Regions from separate parts of the Mus musculus genome. Here all the other regions are linked to region 2. Evidence: chromatin contacts called from public Hi-C and Micro-C data. All regions are on one chromosome and are shown on one strand. Each heading gives the region's core, a stretch centred on a gene start, on an enhancer-like site or on the middle of the called end of the contact. The rest is flanking DNA. Distances are from core to core; before and after follow the strand shown. Region 1 holds the start of Pdgfd (platelet-derived growth factor, D polypeptide). Region 2 overlaps Pdgfd (platelet-derived growth factor, D polypeptide). Region 3 overlaps Pdgfd (platelet-derived growth factor, D polypeptide).

Region 1 (4,098 bases), core at 599-3,098, 170 kb after region 2:
TGAAGACAATATCCAGGAAAACCAACTGCAAATGTGCACTGTACACTGACACTCAACCTTGTTTAGCCTTTAAAATTGAGAGCAAAATCTCTGTACTTTAATTGGGAGGGGGGTCACCCAAAACATACCATCACAATATTTTACAAAAACACTGCTATCCAGTAGGGATTTGAGTTCATAGGCCACACACCTCAACACTTTGGATAACTTGGAGACACTGCACTTTGTTCTACATTCTACCTGTCATCAGAAAGCAATTTCCAAGAGCCTTTTAAGGAAGTCTGAATTTAGAACATATTCAAGAAAGACACTGATTAGTGACTAAGGTGGCTACTATCATGTTACCAAGATGGTTAAATGTTTCTAGTTCAATCAAGCCACTAAGAACAACTCAATGATTTCCTTGATGGGAGGAGCAAGTGGAGTGATATGGAAGCAAGTGGAGGCTCTGGGTACTTTAACCAAGTAAGAGAATGAGCTTCATGTAGGATAACAAAAGCCAAAAATGTCTTGGGATATTACAGGTACCCAACACAAGGACTGTACCTTGCTAGGACCACAGGCTACAGCTGAGGGCCTAAGTTCCAGGAGAAAAGCTCAATGAGGAGTTTCTAGGACCTATTTTTCCCATGTATCTTGCACAGGACAGGAAAACAAGCATGCTTACTCAGTACCTTTCTTAGGACAGCCATTTCAGGAGCTTGGAAAACTTCCGTACAAAGGAAACCAACCAAAGAAGCCAGGTACCTTGTGCTACAAGAACATTCCAGGAACTCTGCCTCCCACACACTTAGTTCCTGACCCTTGTTGAACTCCAAGGGAAAGTCACTTGAGGGACATAAAGGACAACACTGACTTCTTTTGAAAACAAATGATTTATACATGGCCAGTCTGCTGCAAAAATAACCACAGTGTTGAAACGTGTCATCCCTACTCCCCTAACTAAAATAAAAAAATAAATAAGAATTACATTATCCAGTAAAGGCCATTGGACTCCACCGCCCACCACAATGCCAAGATGAGCACAGCCTGCAGCTTTCAAAGCCTGGAAGGAGACACCCACATCCTGGTGTCAACTACTCCAGGACACACACCTACTGATATGATTCTAAGTTGCAGGGAGAAAGCCACTTGACCCCACCCCCCAGTGTACTCCAGCACTTCCCCCAGTGGCCTCCAGGACACTTCAAAACACTCTCTAGTAGTTATAGAATGAGGGGCAATTTTAGCGGGGGGTGGGGGGGGTGGGGAAGGGTGAGGAGCAGGCAGGAGAATCCTTTCCAGAGAATGCCTTCTGAGTTCATTTGAAAAATTCAAAATCGGAGGAGGTGGGGTCTGGTGAATGACCCAAAGAACCTTGACAATAGCAAATGTGACCTTTTCAATGCTGAACACAAATCAAATGAATCGCTTACCATCTCTCCTGAGGTTGGCATTGCGCAAAGCTTTGATGGATGCTCTCTGCGGAGTCGCAAAAGTGTCCGGATAGCAGCTAAAGTTCGCGCACAGGAGAATGGAGACTAAAACGAGCCGTTGCATTTGGGCTCAGCGACCTAGGGATCGCGTTGCTCCAAAAGTAAATAAATAAAGCCCAAAGGGTTGAGTCGGCGGATTTCTACTGCACAGTCCCTCGCCTTCACCGCCTGTGTTGTCCCGGCCGCCCAGTTACTGGCGCTGCTCTCCCAAAACTTCCTGTAAGCTAAACTTTCCAAGCGCGTGTGTGTGCCGCATTTCCTTGTAGCTCTGACTTGATCAATAGGAGCTGGGCAAACAACAGGTTGACGTGGATTCGCCCCCCTCCGGTGGACAGCGGCTGCAGCACAGGCTGCAGGGAGCCGGCGTCACAGCGTCTGGCTCTTCTGCGGAAGGGAGGCTGTGTAGTTGTTGGGCAGTGCGGCTGGGAACAGGGATCCTGGAGTCCTGGCTCACAGTCCCAGCCAAAATAGCTCTGTCACTGAGCATGAGTTTGAAGGTGGTCCAGACCCTTCCCGTCTCCCAGGGTTTTATAGAAACTGGCCAGGAGTAGGGCACAAAGTGGTCAGGAGGAGTGAAAGGAGGATAGAACTTATCTAGAGGTGAGTGGTCAAATCCTCTGACAGCCCACTAAGTGCTGGCCTTGGTTACTGGAATCTGCTAGGACTATTATACTAGAACTCAAATCAACTGAGCAAGGCTTCACTCCACCTTCCACAGGAAATGCAATCACAAAGAAGCCCATGCTGAGTTTGCCTTGAGGCTCAGTTACCAATTCAGGAAGAGAAGCAGGGACTGTTTGAACACCTTGAGGCAAAGGCAGAAGAGGGCTACAAGGAGAGACTTTGTCTCAAACAACAACAGAAAATGAACACACACATAAATAAATTAGATGGAGTGGTGAATGCCAGTAATCTTGGTGTTTGGAGGTGAAGGCAGGTGGGTCAGCGTTCAAGGCCAACCTAAGCAGTATAGTGAACTCCATTTCAGGCCAGCCTGGGCTACGTGAAGACCCTGTTTAACAAAAAACAAAGCAAAATCCTGTGAATATTGTATGTTTTCTAGATTTTAAATATGTTAATACTATAGAAGAAATGAAGGAGGGATATTTGGCCATAGGTTAAAAAAAAAAAAAAAAAAAAAAAAAAACAGTGGGAGGAAAGAAAGCAAGAAAGCACTGGACCCCAGAAATGCAGTGTCTTTTGGTACAAAACACAAATAGAAATGATTTGTGTGACTGTGGCAAGAATTAGATGAACTAATTTTGTTCTATGATTTTTTTTTGGTAGATGAATCTCAATCAAGCATACATATTTCCTCAGCTGTTCATCAGTGACGTTTGTGATACAAAAGTCCCAACATCTTTAAGGCCTGAAAGTCTAGAGAATAGGACATACATGATATTCATTCATTAGAAGTGGCTGAGAAGGGAGGGGGTTATGACAATACAGACTTTACAAGTTACTCTACCACCCAGCACTGAAGAGGATATACATGTGGGTAACTTCATTTCAGCACTATTTCTGAGTGAGTAAAATGGAATGTAGTGCCCTCTTAGTTCTCGATCAAGTTCATGTAAGACGTTCTTGCTTTATGGATATCACTGTTTTATGGGCTGATGCATAAGAAAGTACATGCTATTGATGTGACCGACAATTGAAAAATTTGAATCCCCTTGAAGAAAAAAAAATCTGTTTATACTGTTTAAGTATATAATCTGCCCTGGAGAAAGACACAGAGAAGCAACATAGAAAGTAGGCTCACAGGCGATGGTACAGTCAGCGAAGTACCTGAAGACACACATCACACTTGTGTCACACTTGTGCACACTGTGGTATGCATTTGAAGCTCCAGTGCTGTGTAACGCAAACAGGTAGATCCCCGGATTTCAACTTGTGTAAAGGGAAAGCTCATGATTCAGCCAGAGATACCGGCTCAAAACAAACAATAGAGAAATTCAGTGTTAGCTTTTGGGCTTCACACATATAGCCACCACACAAACTTAAAAATAAGCACAGCTTTGCAGTCCCTGTTGTGATCACAAAAAAGTAAAGAAATATAAGAATATGTTCTATGGGAGTGAGGTGAGATGTAGGGGAAGGAGTGCCTGCTCCTCTCCACAGTTACCTGGCAACAGCCAGGTAGGCCTGGCCCACTCTGAAAGAGGCTGCTTGCCCCCTCCTGGCTCTCTTGCCTCTTTTGTTCTCTTACTCCCGCTTCTCTCTCTTGCCTCTTGCCCCATTCCCTTCCCCACCTCTCATCCTGGTTATGGCCGGCCTCTATTTCTCTGCTCTCTCTTTCTTTATGCCTTTCTCTGCCTCTGTTACCCTCTTAACTCTCCTCCTCATGCCCTAAATAACCTCTATTCCATGCTATATCATTGTGTGGCTGGACTCTCAGGGAGAAGGGATGCCTCAGCATGGGTCCGCTGAGGCACCCCCACCCCCCACATCTCACTATACCCCCTTAGAACATAATCTTATACTACCTTTATCTTTTTATGATCACAACAGTTCCTCATTTATTTATTCAACAAACACTAGATTTACTTTTGTTTCATTCTCTCTTCTAAATATCTTGAAGGTACAATAGCAATGAATTGAGACAAGGTTGTTAATCCCATAA
Region 2 (4,070 bases), core at 1,446-3,945:
ATGCCTGTCTACTTAGACAACGTCAGTGAAACTTTTTGAATTTGTTTCTCTTTCTGCAAATAATGGGGATAATGATACTTTCATGCCATGCATTTATTTATTTATCTTGAATGAATTTAGAGTGCTTGAGGTCAAGGTCCAAATCTCAGCTGTCAGTAGTTCTGACCCACATTAATGTTGCAGACAAATGAGGTCAGCTTGAATATAGAATCAGCTACTGTCAGTAGAAGCTGAGGAGAGAAGGTGACATCAGAGGGATGATGTCCAGGTGTGTTCAGTTTGATTTATGTGACCTATGTTGTTCTTTCAAGTAAAGTCACCCAATGAGTCGGGATTTCCCACAGTGGCAATTTCTGAAACCATATATGCTCTTATACAGAAACATGTCTCTTAAATCTTGGTGGGCCAGAGAGCAAAAGATTCTTTCTATGTCTGAGAGGTTAAGAAAGAAATAAACTTTGAGGGAGGAAATACTCAGTGATCGAAACAGTTCTAGAAAGATCATGGGTAGGCAGTACCCTAATAAGTTTGGTACTTGGCAATTTTTATGTATAATTTCAGAGAGTGCAGTAAATACATGGCATGTTTGCAGACTCCATGAGGCTTTCCCGATACTGCATGATCTCAGAGTCTTACAGGGAAGAGAATGGAGCTCAGAGAAAAATTGGCTCTACGCCAAGATCTTCAAGCAATTAAAATAAACACCAAGTGCCATTTGTGGACCATGACCAGGTGCTGGATTTCCTGTGACTGCCTCATCTGTACATGGTTTTGCAAAGTGTAGAAAAGAGCATAGTCATTTTACAAAACGTGCAGTTCCTCCAAAGGTATATTTTCTCTAAAGCTACTGTTTTAGGATTTGAGTCTAAATTGTAGGCCAGGTTTGCTGGGCTCCAAAGTCCTTTTATTTTCAATCCAGAGCATTCTTTCTTTTTCTCTGTTTTGGAATTGAATGTTGTGGGTTGGTTCTAATGCTATTTGTGTTAATTTGGCTGCTTAAATTACACAGGAACGGGTATGTGCACCTGTACAATGCTAAGGGTCCCCATCCCCAGTTGGCTTTGATTTGTGAAGTAAAGGTGCAGGAGGCTAATGACTGGGCAGAGAGACAGAGGCGGGGCCTGCAGATTTCCCAGGCAAGAGAAGCAGGAGGAGGAGGATTAGAATCTCTATGACAGGGGAACAGAAAGATCCAGCCTGAGAGATGCAGGGGAGAAAGCATACAACATGTAAGAATCAGGATAGAGGGATCCCAGTGGCTTCTCCCCTGATTGGGTCTGGAGTAGCAGAAATGGAACATTCATATTGAAAATAAGGCTGCATGTCTGTGTTTTTCTTTCAGGAATCCAAAACATTTGGGTGGGTGTAGGGGAGGCACTCTTGCCTGCCGGGGAGTTTAGAGCAGATTAACTCACTACTGCTAAAATTGAGGGTAAACACTTTTAACACTGAAATTTTTAATCTGGTGTTTACTATGGTTCAAGAAAAAGAATGAAGATGATCATGTTTTAGTGACTTGTTAGAAAAGAGGTCTACTGTGGCAATGGTGTTTGCAATGCTTCTGAGTGTCTAACTTTTAGAAAGGATTTCAGCACCTATCTTCTCCGGCCTACCTGACCAGTGCTTACTGGTCAAGGGCTTTATAAAAATACTTTCACCCAGGGATTAAATAAGCATCTAAAGAAAGCTGTAAGCACTTGGATTTTCAAATATTTACTACCTCAGTACCTTTGGAAACTTCTTGATATTACTTATTTACTATATACATTCTCCAGTTTCTTGTACTTATCACTTACATTAGTATACAAATTAGAATGAAAAGTTTTAGGTATTAGAGCAAAATATCATAAGTAAAATGAACAGAATTGATATTAGCTCCTCCGACACTGGTTAGGAATGATCCCAGAGTTACAACAGCTAACTGTCTAGGGTCTGTGGAAGTCATATACTTTACATTGTATTGCTTTTCATAACTGAATACCAAGACAACTGCTTCACTTAATTTTTTTAAATTTTTATTAGATATTTTCTTCATTTACATTTCAAATGCTATCCCGAAAGTCCCCTATACCCTTGCTCCCACCCCACTCTGCTCCCTTACCCACCCACTCCCACTTCTTGGCCCTGGCATTCCCTGTACTGGGGCATATAAAGTTTGCAAGACCAAGGGGGCTCTCTTCCCAATGATGACCGACTAGGCCATCTTCTGCTACACGTGCAGCTAGAGAAACAAGCTCTGGAGGTACTGGTTAGTTCATATTGTTGTTCCACCTATAGGGTTGCAGACCCCTTCAGCTCCTTGGGTACTTTCTCAGGCTCCTCCATTGGGGGCCCTGTGTTCCATCCAATAGATGACTGTGCTTCACTTAATCTTAAAATTCTGACAGGGAGCAATACAAGCCAATCTTAGTACATGTTGCCAAGGCTTGGAAATTCTTTGGAGAGGAACATACTTTATTAATAATTCATAACTTTTAATTTGGAATATACCAACACATTTGCCTATATTTTATACCTTCTCAATCCTCCCTCTCTCCATTTCTCCCCCCATGCGCGCGCGCGTGTGCGTGTGCGTGTGCGTGTGTGTGTGTGTGTGTGTGTGTGTTGCTAGAGATTGAACCCATGTCCATGCAGAGTTGAGGCAAATGTGCTTACCACTGAGCTGTGATCACATAACCACAGCCCTGATTTTAAAATTTCATCACAGCACTTACACTGGGAACAGGCTTTCTTCTTTGCCACTGTGTGTTGGGTGTTACTATGACAACGTGTGTCATTCTGAAAAAAAATAAACAAGTTGTCCTTCAAGAAACAAGGAGCTAGGTCTCATTTTTGTTGTTAATCTCCACAAATCTCCTCTTACTTAGCGTCCAGTTTAGCATAACCTAGGGCTGATTACTTCTTAATGTAGAAATGTCTCATTTTATTTTATGAGCCTAAAGAAATACACACTGCACCTAAGTTCATAGGTTTTTCATTTAAGTGAATCATAGTTTAGTTTTACTTAAGCCACAGTGGTCATGCATTGACCTCAGTGACATTTGGCAGCTGCTAGCAAGAACATCCATATAATTTCCCTTATTTTACTTTACTCATAGCTACTAGAAAAAGTAAATGAAACTTGAATTAGAGAAGATTTTTTTTTCTTTAACTTTTGTGTATCTGTAACCAAAGTACAAGATTGATATTATTGATTACAATTTGGGTTTTTGGAGCTGTAGTTGCCTACAGATTTCAATTCTACATGCCACCCCTGTTATATTACTCCTGAGAAACCGAAAGTTACGTCTACTAACTTATATTCTCTACTGTCCACAAGCAGTACAGCCAGAGTTTGAGCTTATCTACCTGGGAGGTGGAGAATAGGCTGTCTCTATGGAACTATAGACATAGTTATCTGTCCCAAATCTCCTCTCACTCATTTCAAGCTCTTTTGTGGACAAGAACAGCTCAGTTTCATCTACTCTCCCTCCCACCAGAGAAAGCAGAAGTAAATAATAACATTGGATTTCTCAGTATAAACTGTTTTTGTTCCAAGTGGAACAAACTGTGGCTCACAACTGTGATCCCAAAACTGAAGGGGCTGAGAAGATTGTAAGTGTTAGTCTGGCATGGGCTACAGAGACTGTAATCTCACACATAGACATAAACATAAACATAAACAGAATACACACACACACACATACACACACATACATACACACACACACACCAGGGTGTGTTCTTATAAAACAAAAACAAATTCCCTGATCCTGGAATAAAAACTGTGAGACTAATTATTCATTAATAGATGTGTAGATCATAAGCACTGGCTCATTCTCTAGCTAACTCATAACTTATTTAACCCATTTGAAGTATTCTATTTCTTTTACATGGTTAGTTACCTCTCCTTCAGTACTGGCCCATTTTTTCTTTTGAGTCTTCCTCATAATCTCACCCCAGCATTTCTATGGACTCTCTCCCAGTATCTCTCTTTATTGTACCTTGAGATCAGTTATCTGCTGGTTTATTTTGTCCTGCTGCCCCACCATCATCACCCCAGGTCCCAGGCAAATCTCCATTTTATTCTG
Region 3 (4,481 bases), core at 858-3,357, 160 kb after region 2:
GACTTAGTAACGATTACCTAAGTGATGTATCACTCAGGTTCAGAGAAACACCATTTATTAAATATTTAAAGAGACAAAACCCCATTACCTTCATATGCTGCTGCATCACAGAATATTTAATTAACTTCTACAGGTGTGCACATACATGTGGATACAAAGGCAACATGTCTTTGTGAGTACTGATGTGTGCACCGGTGAAGGAACAGAAGAGTCTGGCAATGGTTGAGGGGATTAGTTACTGATATTGATTCAGGTTCCACCCTAATTTAGTTAATCTCAATTTTAGGAAAATAAAGCCCCTGGTGTGTTGCTGCTCATGTGTTAAAGCATATTTTATGTTGTTTCCACAATACTTCAAGCCAAACCTGGACTGACAAGATGAAAACATTAACTCTAGACGAAGGAATGGTGTAGATTTTGTGGAATGTGAGATTTACGCAATGAAGATGCCTCTGTAGGAAAAGGAACACCAAATTGGGACTATATAATTAAATTTTAGGGCCTTATATGGGGCCAATCAAGGGACCTGAAGTTTAAGACTTATTAGTATCAACATGAGTCTGTCTCTTTAAACCACATTCCTCTCCCTTTTGTGATGATTTGAGGTTCACGAGGATTGTACTCTGCTGCTGTTCACTCAATCGATCAGCAAATGTTCATTGAATACCTCCTTTAGCCCACACACTGCTCTAAAAGCCAGGAAACCAAAGCCAGGGAGTCCTCAACACTATGGAGTTTATGCTCTTGATGGAAGGCAGAGCATGAATTAAGGAAAAGATTTCAGGTAAAAATACATGAGAATACTACACACTTCATACCAAGGCATGTTTTAAATCTGGCTGCTTTTAAACTCACTTCTCCGTTGAAAAATGAAAAGTGCCTTTGGAATAGAATGCTTTCAACAACACAAGAACCCTGCTGTGTCCTGACACACATCAGGCTGTTGAGAGCTCCTGAGGGCATTTCTTGCTTAACCTGGCAATTCTGTGCTGCAGTCCTTTAGGCAACGAGGCTTCACACTGGGCAATTTGCTTGAATTCTCGACAAATAGAAAAATGTACCCCACAAGTTTCCTAGGAAATCATCATATATGACCTTCTCTTAGAAAAAGAACTCCAAGGGATACAGGAAAAGTCAGTTAAGGAAAATAAGACACTAGAAATCATTAAAGGGAATTCAACATAATAGACTGTTGTAGTTTGTACAAACTTGAGTTATAATTACATTAAAGACAATGCCAACATAAATATAGCCAAAAGCTTGGGATATGTCTATTACTTAGTAAAAGATATATGAGTTATATTTCTGTAGTGATTTTTACTAATTGCTTTTAAATTTGGCATCATATAGTAAGCAGGGATTTAAATACTTTAAAGTCTTAACATTATTTTTTAAAAACTAAAATAAAAGTATTATTCTTTTTTTTTCATCCTCCTTCTCCTCCTTCTCTTTCTTTTTTTCTAAAAAAAAAATGACCACCTATAGATGCATGCTGCCCAGAGCCTCTAAATCTTAGGAGATATGGACTGCTGCATAAAAATCTCTGTCAAATCTATAATGGTTAAGTCGCTCAAACAGACAACAGGATTCTCTTTTTCATAGATCTTTTACTGTTTAACACAAAAGAGTAATTATTAAAAATAGTGAAATAAAAAGAGGCAACATTATCGTTGCCTACCTCAAGTTCAGTTGGCGATGAAAATGAAAGCTAGCACTGTTGAAAGTAAGTGTAGTTGCTGATTTCATAAGAAAACATCCCAAATATTTTAACCATGTCATGGGACATGACATAATCTGGGAAATGTAGTTCTATCAGAAGATGATAAGTTATTATTTTTAAAGATAATTGTTGACTTACTAATACAAAACAAAGTCCATAGGAAACATATTCTTGCTGAATTCATGTTTACTACTTTATGTTTATTCAATGGTGCACTTAGATTCCTTCCCACGAGATTGTAACTCTCTTTAGGCGTTTTCAATACAGCAAATCACAAGAAGACTCACGACTCCATATTTTGTTTATATGTCAGGAAATAAAGCAAGGCTAGCTTATTTAAACAAATGACCTCAGGAGTTTCACTGACCTTGGTAATGACCCAGCACTGATAGCAGTCGATGTTCAATGTGTGACTAATCTGAAGTTGCTTAAAATATAAACCTCACAGCACACTTGGAAGACTAACCATCACTAAAATCATTCTAAAAGAAACCCAATAATTAAAACAATATTTACTTCACACCAAAATCAAGTTTGCATACATATTGGATTATATAAATATTTTTAAAATGAATCACTACCTTTCTTTACTTAGGTGGCTAACAAGTTTGTTCACAGTGTCTTTCTTTCTTTTTTTGTTTTTGTATTTTTTTTTTTTTGATAAAAATGATTCAGAGCGGCAAGGGTTGGATTCAATGTCAGCTAAGAGCTCTGAATTCCAAAACCCAACTGGAATGCTTAACATTCTTCTCCAAACATTAATTCTCCATATTACATTGTAAACTTTATTTGATGTATGTATATGTACATGTGAATGTACATGTTCATGTGCATGTGTGTATATGTATGTACATCTGAGTGTGTATGTATACTTGATCAACAGAATGCGTATGGGGGTTAGAGGAGTCATTTCTCTACTTTCACGGTGTGGACACTAGGAACTGAACTCAGATATGAGTTTGCTAGCAGGCAACCTTTCTATCCACTGAGAGATCTTGCCAGATGCCATTAGTCTTAACATGTACAAATATGTCTTCTAGATCTATTTCTTCCTTGTTTCTATCACTTAATGCAGTCATTATTTTATATGTTTGAATTTGTATGTGAGTGTGACCCACACATATATAATTCACATCATTATACTATGTTCTTTAATGAGCCAATGTCCATCTGTCCCTATTCTGTAAGGGTACTGGGATTCTACTTATTAGGAATTCCTCAAAATAACACAGGACACTTCACTCAGGGCAAAATGTTTAAAGTAATCTCATCTATAAACCTTGCCATATGGGGTAACATTTATTAATTATAGCATTAGGGTATTGATTGCTTGGGTCATATATAGCCTGCTACTTAATATATTGTTTTCTAATTTGCTCTAAAATATTTTAAAATATGAGCAGATTTTCAAATGACCTCAAACATTATTTTAAGGGTATATGAATGCACAGGAACTTTATGCCCAACAATTACATGGCTGTCACATACTGGGACTGATCTCTGGTCACCACATCATGGAGGAGGACTACAGACAACATTTATGTTCACACAGTCTGTCTATATATGCACATTGGATCTCAGCAGCTGTGCCATTCCATGAGGGTAATTTTTCACTTCTCAAATCATGATAATGCTTTTCTCCCCTGAAGATTCCTTTTCAATGACTTGCCAAGGAAAGGAAGGTGGCTAACTCATTAGCTCTGTGTCCAAAGATTTGCCAACCAATAGCTGCTCAAAAGCATTTACTCTTGTAAAAAAATAAATAAATAAAAATCTCCAAGTCCTCAAAGTTCCTAAACTGGATCTTCATGACCTTTACACAGACATACTGCATATTTAAAGAGACTTAACACATGAAATAGGTTAAAAATAAAAGTAGTTAAACATTTATCTAAATTATTTCAACATGTTTTGTATCAGACCTCAAATTTATCAATAGCATACAGAATAGAATAGTTTCATATAAGTGACATGTTCCCATTTCTCTTGTTGGTTTTTAAGAACTAAATTTAGAAAATATGAGTGTCTTACATTAATTTACATTCCCAACCAAAAGAAGAAGACAAAAACAAACCAACCAACCAACAAATAAAATAAGGCATATTAATCCATCTTTGTCTACTGCCATCCAGGAGTTAAATTATCATAATGTTTCAAAAAGTTGATTCTTACAAGTTGGTAATTGAGTATACATACTGGTTTTTATGGTATTGAAATATTTGTTCTAAGATCTGAACACACAGAAAACCATAACTATAGTCTTAAAAGTCAAATTAAAAGTTACTTTTCAGTCAAAACTTTAATCAGTGTATGTAATATCAGAGAAACTGTACCCTTACTAAAGTGTAGAAAATCTGCCTTTCACCTTTAAACTATGTGTTAAAATAACTCTAATACACTTTATCTAAACTAAGTACTAGGATAGAACAGCAGCAGTCAGTGTTTGACAAATGAAACAGAATCCTAAAAGTATCTTAAAACAAATAATCAACAATGACAACAAGCAATTAAGCAATACTGGATTACATAAGACCATGCACAGGGCACTTGTTGCCTTGTATTTGTTCATAAGTATATGTTGTGGATAGCCCTGGGGCTAATTATATTTGAGGTTAAATCTGTTCTCCTGTGAGGGGTTGTGAACAAGGAATGAGTCAGCACTCAGGTGGTTTTCTGTAAACCTGTTTCCCACCTTAATTTATAAAATAAAGGAGCGTTGATGATTGGGCAGATAAAAGGGAAGGTAGAGGGAAGTTGAGGG

What was found. Hi-C and Micro-C count contacts between places; a contact is called where the count stands out from the background.
Region 1: a Micro-C map of granulosa cells shows a contact between it and region 2, with 3 times the contacts expected there. The contact joins the promoter of Pdgfd here to the enhancer-like site in region 2. A contact is called at or near these places in 4 of 484 Hi-C or Micro-C datasets (adipose-derived mesenchymal stem cells, cumulus cells, embryonic fibroblasts and 1 more) and 1 of 9 other capture datasets (adipose tissue).
Region 3: a Hi-C map of cumulus cells shows a contact between it and region 2, with 2.7 times the contacts expected there. The contact joins two enhancer-like sites. A contact is called at or near these places in 4 of 484 Hi-C or Micro-C datasets (adipose-derived mesenchymal stem cells, cumulus cells, embryonic fibroblasts and 1 more).

Annotation. Positions count from the first base shown.
Region 1 is chr9:6,166,236-6,170,333 of GRCm38.p6, reverse strand. It overlaps Pdgfd (platelet-derived growth factor, D polypeptide), which reads right to left and starts at 1,848. Exons shown (of 7, transcript NM_027924.3): 1 at 1,416-1,848. The coding sequence starts at 1,539.
Region 2 is chr9:6,341,721-6,345,790 of GRCm38.p6, reverse strand. All of the region lies in intron 5 of Pdgfd (platelet-derived growth factor, D polypeptide), which reads right to left. Among named protein-coding and RNA genes, the nearest start is that of Ddi1, 77 kb to the right of the region's middle. Within about 2 kb of position 2,695, at least 11 of the 459 cell types and tissues checked have an H3K27ac peak or open chromatin away from gene starts, as enhancers often do. A contact at or near this core is called in granulosa cells, where this site is marked.
Region 3 is chr9:6,184,622-6,189,102 of GRCm38.p6, reverse strand. The region is part of intron 1 of Pdgfd (platelet-derived growth factor, D polypeptide); the gene reads right to left. Among named protein-coding and RNA genes, the nearest start is that of Pdgfd, 18 kb to the right of the region's middle. Within about 2 kb of position 2,107, at least 1 of the 459 cell types and tissues checked has an H3K27ac peak or open chromatin away from gene starts, as enhancers often do.